Linked DNA regions of Mus musculus: all the other regions are linked to region 1. The links are chromatin contacts, called in public HiCAR-type and HiChIP or PLAC-seq maps. All regions are on one chromosome and are shown on one strand. Each heading gives the region's core, a stretch centred on a gene start, on an enhancer-like site or on the middle of the called end of the contact. The rest is flanking DNA. Distances are from core to core; before and after follow the strand shown.

Region 1 (2,700 bases), core at 10-2,509:
CATTAAATCAACGCCTGGTCTTTCACACACTAAAAGCGTCTGGTACTTCGGTGGCAAGGGCTGTAGCGAACGAGAGAGATATCCTACACACCGCTGTAGAGCTTTGCCTTTAGCCTGGGTTAGACGTGGAGTCTCCAGGGATTTTCTTTCTGTCTCTCAACCTTGCAGGCGATTTCTTCTGAGACTAGGACTCGGTCTTTTAGGATTTCCTCGCTGTTGCCTCTCTTCCAGGAGCACACTTGATGCTGTGCACAGACAAGTTCAAAATGAGAGTCCCTCCGATGTTGGCAGCAGGCTAGGAAAACAACCCGTGTCGACGAGAGTAGCTGCCTCCCAACTGTAAATATGGATTCGTACACTCAAGGCTCGGTCTAGTTTTACCACAGAGGAAAATTAATGATGTCGTTTCTTACAGTGATAACATGCTAGCAAGTTTCGATCTTCTGAAAATGGTCCTCACAATGTTTTGTGGAAAAGTGATCGGTAATTGGAATAGTTGGAGAGACGCGATTTGAGGTGCTCCAAGGACCAATTTCAAAATATTTTATTTCACGCCTCTAGGAGAGAAAGGAACGAGCATGGCTTAGGCTGTTTGCTGTTTTTGCGTTTCCCACATCTGGCCTACAGACCTAATTCCAACTGGAGATCTTGCTAGATGAAATTCGATCTTCGTGGTTTAAATACCTTTCAGTGTGGGACGATTTAACAATTGCAGCAGTTTTTTTAAAAAAAGAAACACCCCCCCCCAAAAAAAAAAATCCTTGCGCACTATCTGTGAAACCCTTATGGAGTGCGGAGGGAAAAAATGCTGCTAGCACACAAATCCTACCCATTGTCTTTAACACTCGTATACACACTTATACACGTAAACACACGGGAAAGATGGGGGAGGGGAGAGAATGGCTAGAGACAGACGCGGATATAGACCGGCAAGAGTCAATGCGAGTCAAGTTAAAGCTTTCTCCGCCCCCATCCATAAGTACCCCCTCCCGCGTTAATTAATTCCAAACAAAGCAAGCCAATCAAGACATGCATTATTATTTTCAGGCCGAGGGAGACGAGAAGCACGTATTTTTTAATTGATTTATTTATTTGGAAGACATTAATTCTTGGTCTGAGGCTGATTTTCAAACCGTTTGCAAAGCGCGGCTCCATTGTTCGCCCGGAGCGCAGGCCCCGCCCCCTGCTTTGTGTGCGGCGCGCGGATTGGCCAGCGCGCGCGGGGGCCGCGTCAGCGCCCGCGAGCCCATTCATCTGTGCACTTGGGCGTTGGACCCCGCATCTTATTAGCAACCAGGGAGATTTCTCCATTTTCCTCTTGTCTACAGTGCGGCTACAAATCTGGGATTTTTTTTTATTACTTCTTTTTTTAAAAAAACTACACTTGGGCTCCTTTTTTGTGCTCGACTTTTCCACCTTTTTCCCTCCTTCCTGCGCTGCTGCTTTTTTGATCTCTTCGACTAAAAATTTTTTATCCGGAGTATTTAATCGGGTCTCTTCTGTCCTCCTCGCCACCCCCACCCCCTCCCTCCGGTGTGTGTGCCGCCGCCGCTGTTGCTGCTGCTGCTGCTCGCCCCGTCGTTACACCAACCGAAGGCTCTTTGTTTCCTCTCTTGGATCTGTTGAGTTTCTTTGTTGAAGAAGCCAGCATGGGTGCCCAGTTCTCCAAGACCGCAGCGAAGGGAGAAGCCACCGCCGAGAGGCCCGGGGAGGCGGCTGTGGCCTCGTCGCCTTCCAAAGCAAATGGGCAGGTAAATTCTACCTGTGGTTCTTGGCATTTCTTGGGTGTCTTTCTCTAATCTGGACGCCTCGTCTTCCCTCTGGTCGCGCCCGAGATGCATTCGAGGGAGGGGAGCCTAGCCAGATTCTAGTCTGAAAGTTGAATGGGTAATGATAGCCTAAATTGTCAATTTTTCATAGGAAGGGTACCCTCCACCCCCACCCCAAAGGAGTGGTTCCTAAGGATCCTGGCCAATTCTTGAGTAGACCGGAGGAAGAGTGATAAATCGTCTAAAATGGCGTGGTTTGGAGATTGGCTGAACGTGACTAGTTAGATGCACCCCCCCCCCAACGCCCCTCCAGGTTGCATTTGTATTTGGGGCCACAGTGGTGTTTGGGTGGCTCACGTATTTATTGTCGAGATTGGGTCGTCTTTGAGATTTCTGGTGTGGTTGTGTGTGTGCGCGCGCGTGTGTATGTGTGTGTAGGAAGGGGGGAGCCAACGCGGATGGCGGTGGAGAAAGGCAAGCTGAGAAGGCTTGTCTTATTGTATCCAGAGGCAGTATGCCTCGGGTTCTTGGAAAGGTGGCTGGTTAGAGCCGGACAGGCAGCTTTTCCAAGTGCCTTTGCGATGGCCCTTCCCCTCCCCCTTTGGTAGCTGTGTAATTACACACCCATATGACTTTTCAAATGGTATCCTGGTGTGGTGGGAATTCTCAGTGGGTTTTTGAAGACCCTTTCCTGCCTGCCAAGAAGGGAGCAGTTCTGGTGTTTTGGTCTGGACTGTTCGTGTGAGTGGCACCTTGGCCACCCTCGAGGATTGCCTCAGTGCTGCTGCGACCCAGGCAGAGAGCCATGGTTGGGTGGGCTCAAGAGGTCGGCCATGGGTGGCTGCTTTCCAAACAGCGAGCACCCACCACGCCTCTTTTCCTAGAGCCAAAAAAAAAAAAAAAAAAAAAAAAAAAAAAAAAGGCCTGCTCT
Region 2 (2,700 bases), core at 89-2,588, 1.2 Mb before region 1:
CATTGTTTTAACTTCATGCTTATTTGAATGTGTAATCACATTTGAAAGCCTCCTGGGATTCTATGCACATACCTTTCTTCTAACAATGCATTTGTCAATCTAGGGCCCTTATCTGCACATACTATTCACATAGACCTCTCTTTTAATTGTATACTTGGCAGTCTGAGATGTTTACCTGTGCATACTTTATAACATAACCTCTTTCCAAACAACAACTGAATAACAACTATCAATCCAGGACCCCCATTTGCATTGAGCACATCCCATTCCCAATAGCAGAATAAATTTCTCTACTCTTTAATGACCAACAAATTTAGAATTTTACAAAATGTATTCATAATACCATCAATAGAATGATCTGGCCTATTAGTGGTTTTGAGTGCATGCTTAATACGGTGAAGTGTCCTCTATGTGACTTTTAGTAAGAATCCTGTATTTGCTCACTTATGTCTATGCATTAGTGGGCATGAATGTGATGAAATTCAGATGAATTGTGAGGAGGAGCATGAATCATAGAGAAATGGTTTTACTACCAAAAGTCTGTCAACCAAAATAGATACCAACTTACATTATACCCTCCATGATCAAATTGCTCCCCTTGAAATCCATAGAAGGAACAGTAATGAAGGCTTTCTTATTGTATAATAATGGAGTCCCTTCATTCACCGATGCCCTCAGTCTTGACAGTTCATTCCCTTCTACAATGCACTATTGCTCTGCTTTGAATAAAGCATTCTTGCAACTTTCTAAATATGTGCGCACATTTATTTCATTCACTAGTAAAATGCCTAGGACCTAAAAATACCTGGCCCAGACCTGAACGTAACAAAGTGATAGAATTTGCTTTAATTGTAGAAGAAGATAAGCATTTGTAACTGATCTGAGCAAACTTTTAGGCAAGAACTTTGCATAACTTTAATAAATATTTCCGCCTAGTTACAAGTCCATTAATATCTCAAGAAGCCAGAATGATGGAATAGCTTTATTCCCCATGTAAATGGGCATGCTAAAATATGTGGCAAGTGTGCTTGAATCTAATTTAGGGAGTATCCTCTGTCTCATATTTACTTCTGCTTACGTGTAAGCACATCAAATTTCATAAAAGAATAAGCCTTTATCTATCATTTTCAGTGCTTTCTTATAACACCCATGAGGTTAAACCAAGCATGTTATAATAAATTAGAAACAAATATGAAAAGGACCTGCCTAAGGAAGAGCTCCATCATGAGACTGGGTTTGCTGTGTATTTAAACAAAGTCATGATTCATTAGCACAGGGCTTTAACAATCAAATAAACAAAACTGTGTTCTACAAGGCATCCATTAGCACATTGATGTGCATAAATCACCAGCCATGTGACTTAGGACTCAACCATTTGCCAAACAGCTGCTTTCTCAGCTCAAGTAATGAAGGGGGGGGGGGTGGAATCCCCAGCTGAAGCCAATTAGTGGATAAGCATTCATTCCCAAATATCTGAGGCAGTTGAGTGGTTTATTTTGGAGGCTAGATATGTTGTTACTCAGACCCAAGGAAGAAAGCTCCTTTTACAAAAAATTGAGCAGTTTATGTTAACCCTTGTTTGTACTGGGCTCTCTTCCAAAGAACAGGCAGAGACATAAGCAAGCAAACAAACAAACATGCAAACAGATAATTAAGATCTAAAATCCTTGAAAGCAGTGCAGTGAATCATTTATTTAGAATTGCTTGTTCCTTAGCTTGTGGAATATTCTAAGCATTCCTGGTTCTAGACTATGTGAGTGTAAAATTCTAGTGTGAAGCAAAATATCTAATTTCAAGCACAAATTATATTTTAAAAAAGACACAAGACACGTGATCAGACTGAAGCAGACTTTAGGAAAGACTGATCATATTTCATGTGCTTAAATTCTAAAAAGAAAGCTATCACTACTCAAGAACTAGCTTTAAGCACACATTGCATTTCAGAATGGTGTGGTGCTTAAAGAGAGAAACACCTCTTCTAGGCCCAGGTGTTTGAATGCCTGCTCCCTGGCAGGTAGTGGTATTTGGTGAGGTTCTGGGACATGCAGCCTTTAGGAAGTATGCCACAGCCAGTGTGCTTTGAAAGCCCACTCGATGTTGTTTTCTGTGCTTTGCGTTTACAGTTGAAGAGGTGACCTTTCACTGTACTGCTCCTGCAGCCTCAACTACAGCTTGCTGCAGGCATCTCTGCCTGGCAACCTCGTGCACACTCCTCTGCAGCTGTAAACGCAAGCAAATCTTTCTCCCATAACTTGCTTTTGGTCAAGGTGTTTTATCATGTCAACAGAGAAGTGACTACATCAGTTAGGATCTATACTAAATGTTAGCAAAACCTGAGTTGTCCCTAAAATCTCTCTATTACAGTATTCTATATATTGCCTCCTGCCAAAATAAAGGTATAATCTGGAACCTTCTTTGCCTTGATAATTCTGGTAACTACATTAATTAATAAGGGTCACTAATGAAACTATAATAAACATAACACATTTTTCCTAGGAAAAGTTAGCACACAAGTAACCAAGACAGCATCTTTCTTACAAGCTACCTTAATGCACACAATAAATAAAGCAGAATGTTAATTGTGACTGAGCTATATACTAGTGAAAGAACATCTAGTAAATTTTAATATCTCTCAATTTGACTCTGGGACCCCTTTGGGGTTGAATGTCCCTTTTACAGTGGTCTACTAAGACCCTTGGT
Region 3 (2,700 bases), core at 79-2,578, 1.2 Mb before region 1:
CTCAGACTCTCGGGCACAGACACCATAGATGCCGCTGAGTGTCGCAGAAGAGCTGGCTCTGAGGTCCCAGGCCTGAAAGGAGATTGAGGATGACAGGTTCTCAAACTCATGGGCGCTGCAGACATCGCTGGATGCCATGGAAGAGTTGAGAAAGAAGTAGGGAGGGGCTCACGGGGTTGGCTCTGGCTCAATGCCAATGGCAAAAAGCCTGGAGGAGAGCCCTCCAGTTGGTTCCCATGGAGAGGACAGTCTTTGGCTTGCTCAGTGGGCTGCTTGGCTTGGTGGAAGCTGTGGCTGAGAACACAGGGAGGCCTTCTGTGGGAGACTGGACATGGCTCTTTAGAGGAAGACCTGCTCCATTGCTCCAGCATGGAGGATCCCAATGAGAAGAGACAGTCCATGGTTTTAAGGTGTTTATTTTCGTGGTATAGAGTTGTGATGAGTGAAACCTTACCCCACGTTCTCAGGGTGGGCCTGAGCTTAAATAACTTTGTCAGGGAGAAGTGTCGGGAATGGGAGCTAAGAGGGTAGTTGAGGCAGAGACAAGCAGAAAGGAGAGAGGAGAGAAGTAGAGACCAGCCATGGCTATGTAGAGAGAGGGGGGAAAATTGGGAAGGGAGTAAGGGAGAGGCAAGAGTAAGAGAGTAAGAGAGGGAGGAGGGGGGAAGCAGCCCCTTTTAAAGTGGGTCATTTTGAATATTAATCTCACCCTAATATGTCTTTATAGATACACCAAGAAAGATGGCCTAATATCTGGGTTTCCCATGGCCTGGTTAAGTCAACACACATGGTTTGCTATCATAAAGTCTTAAAATACAAAGTACACCAAAATATACATATCCAAAATACAAATAAAAGGGAAAATAGTTATTCACAAGTAGCCAATCTCCTATCATATGGAAATGAACCTATTGTATTTAGAAATGACAGGGGCCAAGACTTTTTCATATTCCCACTAAGCTATCCTGTTTGTTTATTGGACCCTGGTCCTGTTTCCTGTGCTGATATCACACTGAAATCTATCACTGAATACTTCTGAAAATTCTCACAGTATGTCCACAACGGCTCAACCTTTTTTTACTTCAATTATGAGGCCTTTGTCAATAACCTTCCTACAGCTCTGACAAGCCATATTCTTCAGTGTACAAAATTTGCACTGCACAAAATTTGTGACCCCATCACTGAAGTGAAGCTTGCTGCTGTTGCTAAGTTCTGAAAAATGTCCATAGCTGATACCACTTGCCAGCAACTGCTGTTCTGCACCGTGATGGTGAAGAAAATGGGCCTGGAATTGCGTGGCCTTGGCTTTAAAACCTGGCTCTGCTACTTGTAATTTGCATCACTTTGGAAAACAAAATTAATCACTCTAAGCCTTACTTTTCTCACCTGAACACTGGACTATTTGAGACTTGCAAATTTGTTGTGATGCTGAACTGAGATTGTGAATGTTAAATATTTAGTACAATGCTGGGTAGAGAATAAAAATCTTAGACACTAGGAAACATCTTATTTTGTCAATTAATGGCTGCTGTTGCTACTTTCCCTTGGTTGCTTCAGCTCTAGAGGGGTGTTTGTATAGACTACTTTAACATTGGCAAGAACTGACTGGCTTCTCGCCATGGTTCTCACTAAGCCCCACACAGCATTTTGACTCTGTGAGACTCTCTGGCATTAAAAAAAAAAAAAAAAAAAAAAGCAAGCAACTCCCTGGCCTGTGGGATGGGCCAAAAGCTTAGTCTTTAGGAACTGTTCGTTCTCATGGCAGGAAAAAGTAAGGGAGAATATCATCAGACAAAAGTGAATATGATTGAGCCACACTGTTAAGAACATACTTACTAGCCGGGTGGTGGTGGTGCACGCCTTTAATCCCAGCACTTGGGAGGCAGAGGGAGGCAGATTTCTGAGTGCGAGGCCAGCCTGGGCTACAGAGTGAGTTCCAGGACAGCCAGGACTACACAGAGAAACCCTGTCTCAAAAAAAAAAAAAAAAAAAGAACATACTTACTAAATTAACTCATCTTAGACTCAATGTTCTTATCTCTAAAATGGAGATGACTGTGGCTCACAAAGTTGCTGGGTGAAGGAAATGACATTATATGCATGAGAATATTCACAGCATTTGAGTAGATAGTTAATTTTGTACTTGTTGCGTATTTTGAAACGGTTAGTCTCAGGTTTCTTTCATGTTTCCAAAATTATTAAATATTTAAAAAGCAGATCTTGACTTTTCAATACTTTTTATTTAGAAAGGGAACCGGGATTATTAAACACATAACTGATTCTAAGGTCCAAGCAGAAAGTATATAAGGTGAGACCACAACAACTTGTAATAAATGAAATTAATAAAGTAACCCATGTGTCATCTTGAGCACTCAATGAAGTTTAGTGGAAATATCTCAGGGGCACATAGAGTTTTCTCAATGGCCAAAATTATAGGATATTGAGCAATAAATATGTAAAATAGTAAATAATAGCATACCGTAAATATCCACGAGCCACACTGATGTGAATAAACAATTAGGTATCTATATGGAGGCAAACATAAATTAGCTGTAAATAAGAAAGAATTCCAAATAATTTATGTGTATGTTCTACTTTCATGGTGAAAGAGCTGTCATATGCTAGCTATGTATAATGACATCCAGGGCACTATGTTCAAATACAGATGAGACTAGGAGAGTAGCTTTGCATTGGGAAAACC
Region 4 (2,700 bases), core at 34-2,533, 1.2 Mb before region 1:
CTTTAATGTACCAAAAACTATTATTACAAATCTAGATGATGGTGTACCAGTATCAGTGATTTAAAGTTTATGAAGCGACTAATAGAACTGATAGGTAGAACGGAGAAATTGACAATTATACTCAGAGTTTTATGGCTCTCAATACTGATATAGCAAGTATGCAGAAAATCAATAAGGATACAGAAGCTTTGAATACCAATGTCAATGGCTTGACATAATTGGTATTTATAATACATCCTTCTATAGTGCAGCAGAATACTAATTGTTTTTCATTAAAATGGAACCTTTGGAAGCTTCAGAACTCAATGAATTTAAAATAATTAACTATATTCTTTAATCAAACAGAATTAAATTAATAATCAATAACAGATTGACATAAAAAATCCATAAATATTTGAAAACATAATAATTCACTCGTGGATACACAAACTGTCAAAAGGAGAAACTCTAAAGGAAATGAAAACAGCATGTTAGCACACAAGTTTATAAAAATGTGTTTAGAAATGATGGCGTGAGCAGTGGTCAGGAAGGGGCTGATAGTTACACAAAGAAGTTGAGCATATTTAAGCTAGTGGTCATATTGTCTGCTTTGAAAGCTAAAAGTAAAATAAATTATATTTAACAAAAGCAGCGTAGTAATAATGATAGAGGTACAATAATTAACATATACAAGATGAAAACTAAAACTAAAAAATTCCTTACAAAGATTAAATGAAATACAAATAGCCCAGAAAAATCAGTGTCAAACTGATCAAGTGACTGAACACGTGTCAGAATTGACAACATACAAAAAAAGAGGTGGTGCTGACTGTTATAGGTTCTTAAAGAATAAGAAGTATAGATTGAAAACTGGAGGCTAATAAATGTGAGATCTCTGATTGAAAAATTGTAAAATGGCAAGTTCAAATGCTCTCACTACAATTTACTCAAGAAAACCCCAATCTGGACATCCATGACTGTATCTAAGAACCTTCTCTAATACAAACATCTTCATCACAGAATTCAGCCAGGCTTTTAAGAGAGAGAGAATGGCAGCTGCACTATCACTCTTAAATAAAGAAAGCTGAAGAAGATGGAACATAGCACTTTGTCCACAAGCTGCTGCTGGTCACAGAAGTGGTTACGGGGTAAAGAAGGACTTAAGGACACAGGAAATCATTTAGGGTGGTTTCCAGGTACTTCAAAATAAGAATGTACAGCTGGAGCTGTTGGCCTCAGGCCTCATTTCTGTGGGAATCATGTGGCTCCGGAACTGACTCTCAATGTTTTGTCTTCCTAGGGAACTGTATTGCAGCCCACAGCGGTGTAGTCAATGCCTGGGTTATTCACCCCTAGAGAATCTGTACCTCACATAGAGAACTGCTCTCATTCTCTTGTCCTCTGCCTCCTTCATGGGGACGCCTAAGCAGCACCCCTATTGATCCATTCTTTCCCTTCACATACATATTGGGAGAATTAAAAGGGAGATGTTAAAATGCTTTAACATTCAACTCACCAGTAAACAAACGCTTCCTGCTAACCACTCTGTGCAGAAGGATTCTTGGAGATGAGAGAGAGGGAATGAAGAATGTCTTGGAAGGCAGCCAAAATCAACATTTTTTCCCTAAAATTAAATTAGACTATTGAAAGGAAAACTCATGATTCAGAGCACAAAATATTTCCATTTCCCCCTAAGCATTGTCCTGTGTTATTAACATGTTTCTTGGTTGAATTGCTCAAATAAAACATATTTTTCTTTAAAACAAACAGGTATTTTCTATATAATCATTAAAATCTCCACTTAAAGCATAAAATGCCTCTTCTTGCAATGTATGAGTTGTTAACTAGCAGTGTGTGCTGGCATGTGTGGAATAGGCATCTGACTATAAAACATCGCTAAATACCATGGTGGTTCAGTTACTGCTTGGTTTTAGCCATGAGTCTTCTATGTTTATGTTAGAATTAATCACATGTAGTGACCCTTCAGCAAGTGTCATTGTGACCTGTCCTTGTCATAGCTAAGTTCATGATTCAGTACATATTATTTTGCTGTAGGGTACATGAGAACAGATGACCCCTCAGTGTCCTGCACATACAATTAAGTGTTCACAGAATGCCTACAATGTTAAAAGTAAGTAGCTATTAGCACAGAAGTGCATTGTCAGCATACAAAACTGTATTTATACATAAGTACATATATGAGTAATAATTGTTTAAATGAGAATTTATTAAAAATGTGGAAATTGAACTTTGCTTAAGAAACTTCAATAAATAAACCTACCTTACCTTTATTTTCTTTCTTTACAATACCTTCAAGGAATCCTTGATTTTAGAAAAATACGTACCCCTCCATTATGTACACACTCATGTATTTGGGATAAAAACATAACCTCATAAATTTCCTATTAGAAAAAATAATGAATCTCTAAATGGCTACTCTTGTTCATCCACTTTAGGTTCATATTCAACCTCCCCAGGTTGAGAAAATAAAGCCTGGAAAGAAGTCCAAATAATCTACAATAAATTAAATTCTTACATTCTTGGGGAAGCTTCTTGAGATCAGGAACAAATTAACATATTTCTCAGACTCCAGATGTGCTCTTGTATAACATGACCCACTTATTGAATCTTAATTATATATTAAGAACTACTAATCTCTATGTAGCATTTATAAAATAAATAACCTAAGTTCAGTGATACTTGACCCTGATTATTCTGAAC

The links. HiCAR-type assays count read pairs that join an accessible place to other places. HiChIP or PLAC-seq counts read pairs in DNA pulled down with a chosen protein or histone mark.
Region 2: an H3K27ac HiChIP or PLAC-seq map of oligodendrocyte precursor cells shows a contact between it and region 1, with 40 times the contacts expected there. The contact joins the enhancer-like site here to the promoter of Marcks in region 1. A contact is called at or near these places in 10 of 39 promoter capture datasets (the 3T3-L1 cell line, cranial neural crest, frontonasal cranial neural crest and 5 more), 3 of 484 Hi-C or Micro-C datasets (cerebral cortex, cranial neural crest and palatal mesenchyme) and 16 of 115 datasets of contacts at active chromatin or transcription factors (the NIH/3T3 cell line, the SCID.adh cell line, T-cell acute lymphoblastic leukemia and 11 more).
Region 3: a contact with region 1 is called in a HiCAR-type map of astrocytes, with 15 times the contacts expected there. The contact joins the enhancer-like site here to the promoter of Marcks in region 1. A contact is called at or near these places in 4 of 39 promoter capture datasets (3T3-L1-derived adipocytes, the SN4741 cell line and liver), 1 of 484 Hi-C or Micro-C datasets (cerebellar granule neurons) and 7 of 115 datasets of contacts at active chromatin or transcription factors (astrocytes, cardiomyocytes, embryonic forebrain and 4 more).
Region 4: a contact with region 1 is called in an H3K4me3 HiChIP or PLAC-seq map of neural progenitor cells, with 52 times the contacts expected there. The contact joins the enhancer-like site here to the promoter of Marcks in region 1. A contact is called at or near these places in 7 of 39 promoter capture datasets (the 3T3-L1 cell line, 3T3-L1-derived adipocytes, cranial neural crest and 3 more), 19 of 115 datasets of contacts at active chromatin or transcription factors (the NIH/3T3 cell line, the SCID.adh cell line, T-cell acute lymphoblastic leukemia and 14 more) and 2 of 9 other capture datasets (adipose tissue and liver).

Annotation. Positions count from the first base shown.
Region 1 is chr10:37,137,485-37,140,184 of GRCm38.p6, reverse strand. Marcks (myristoylated alanine rich protein kinase C substrate) reads left to right here and starts at 1,259. Exons shown (of 2, transcript NM_008538.2): 1 at 1,259-1,751. The coding sequence starts at 1,650. It overlaps 5930403N24Rik (RIKEN cDNA 5930403N24 gene), which reads right to left and starts at 653. Exons shown (of 3, transcript NR_166104.1): 1 at 1-653.
Region 2 is chr10:38,356,744-38,359,443 of GRCm38.p6, reverse strand. All of the region lies in intron 1 of Gm40624 (a long non-coding RNA gene), which reads right to left. Among named protein-coding and RNA genes, the nearest start is that of Gm40624, 3.3 kb to the right of the region's middle. Within about 2 kb of position 1,338, at least 21 of the 459 cell types and tissues checked have an H3K27ac peak or open chromatin away from gene starts, as enhancers often do. A contact at or near this core is called in neural progenitor cells, neural stem cells and oligodendrocyte precursor cells, where this site is marked.
Region 3 is chr10:38,379,504-38,382,203 of GRCm38.p6, reverse strand. Gm40624 (a long non-coding RNA gene) reads right to left here. Exons shown (of 3, transcript XR_871580.1): 2 at 2,479-2,524; 3 at 1-72. Among named protein-coding and RNA genes, the nearest start is that of Gm40624, 26 kb to the right of the region's middle. Within about 2 kb of position 1,328, at least 11 of the 459 cell types and tissues checked have an H3K27ac peak or open chromatin away from gene starts, as enhancers often do. A contact at or near this core is called in astrocytes, where this site is marked.
Region 4 is chr10:38,307,769-38,310,468 of GRCm38.p6, reverse strand. No RefSeq gene overlaps it. Among named protein-coding and RNA genes, the nearest start is that of Gm40624, 46 kb to the left of the region's middle. Within about 2 kb of position 1,283, at least 36 of the 459 cell types and tissues checked have an H3K27ac peak or open chromatin away from gene starts, as enhancers often do. A contact at or near this core is called in 3T3-L1-derived adipocytes, the NIH/3T3 cell line, astrocytes and 1 more, where this site is marked.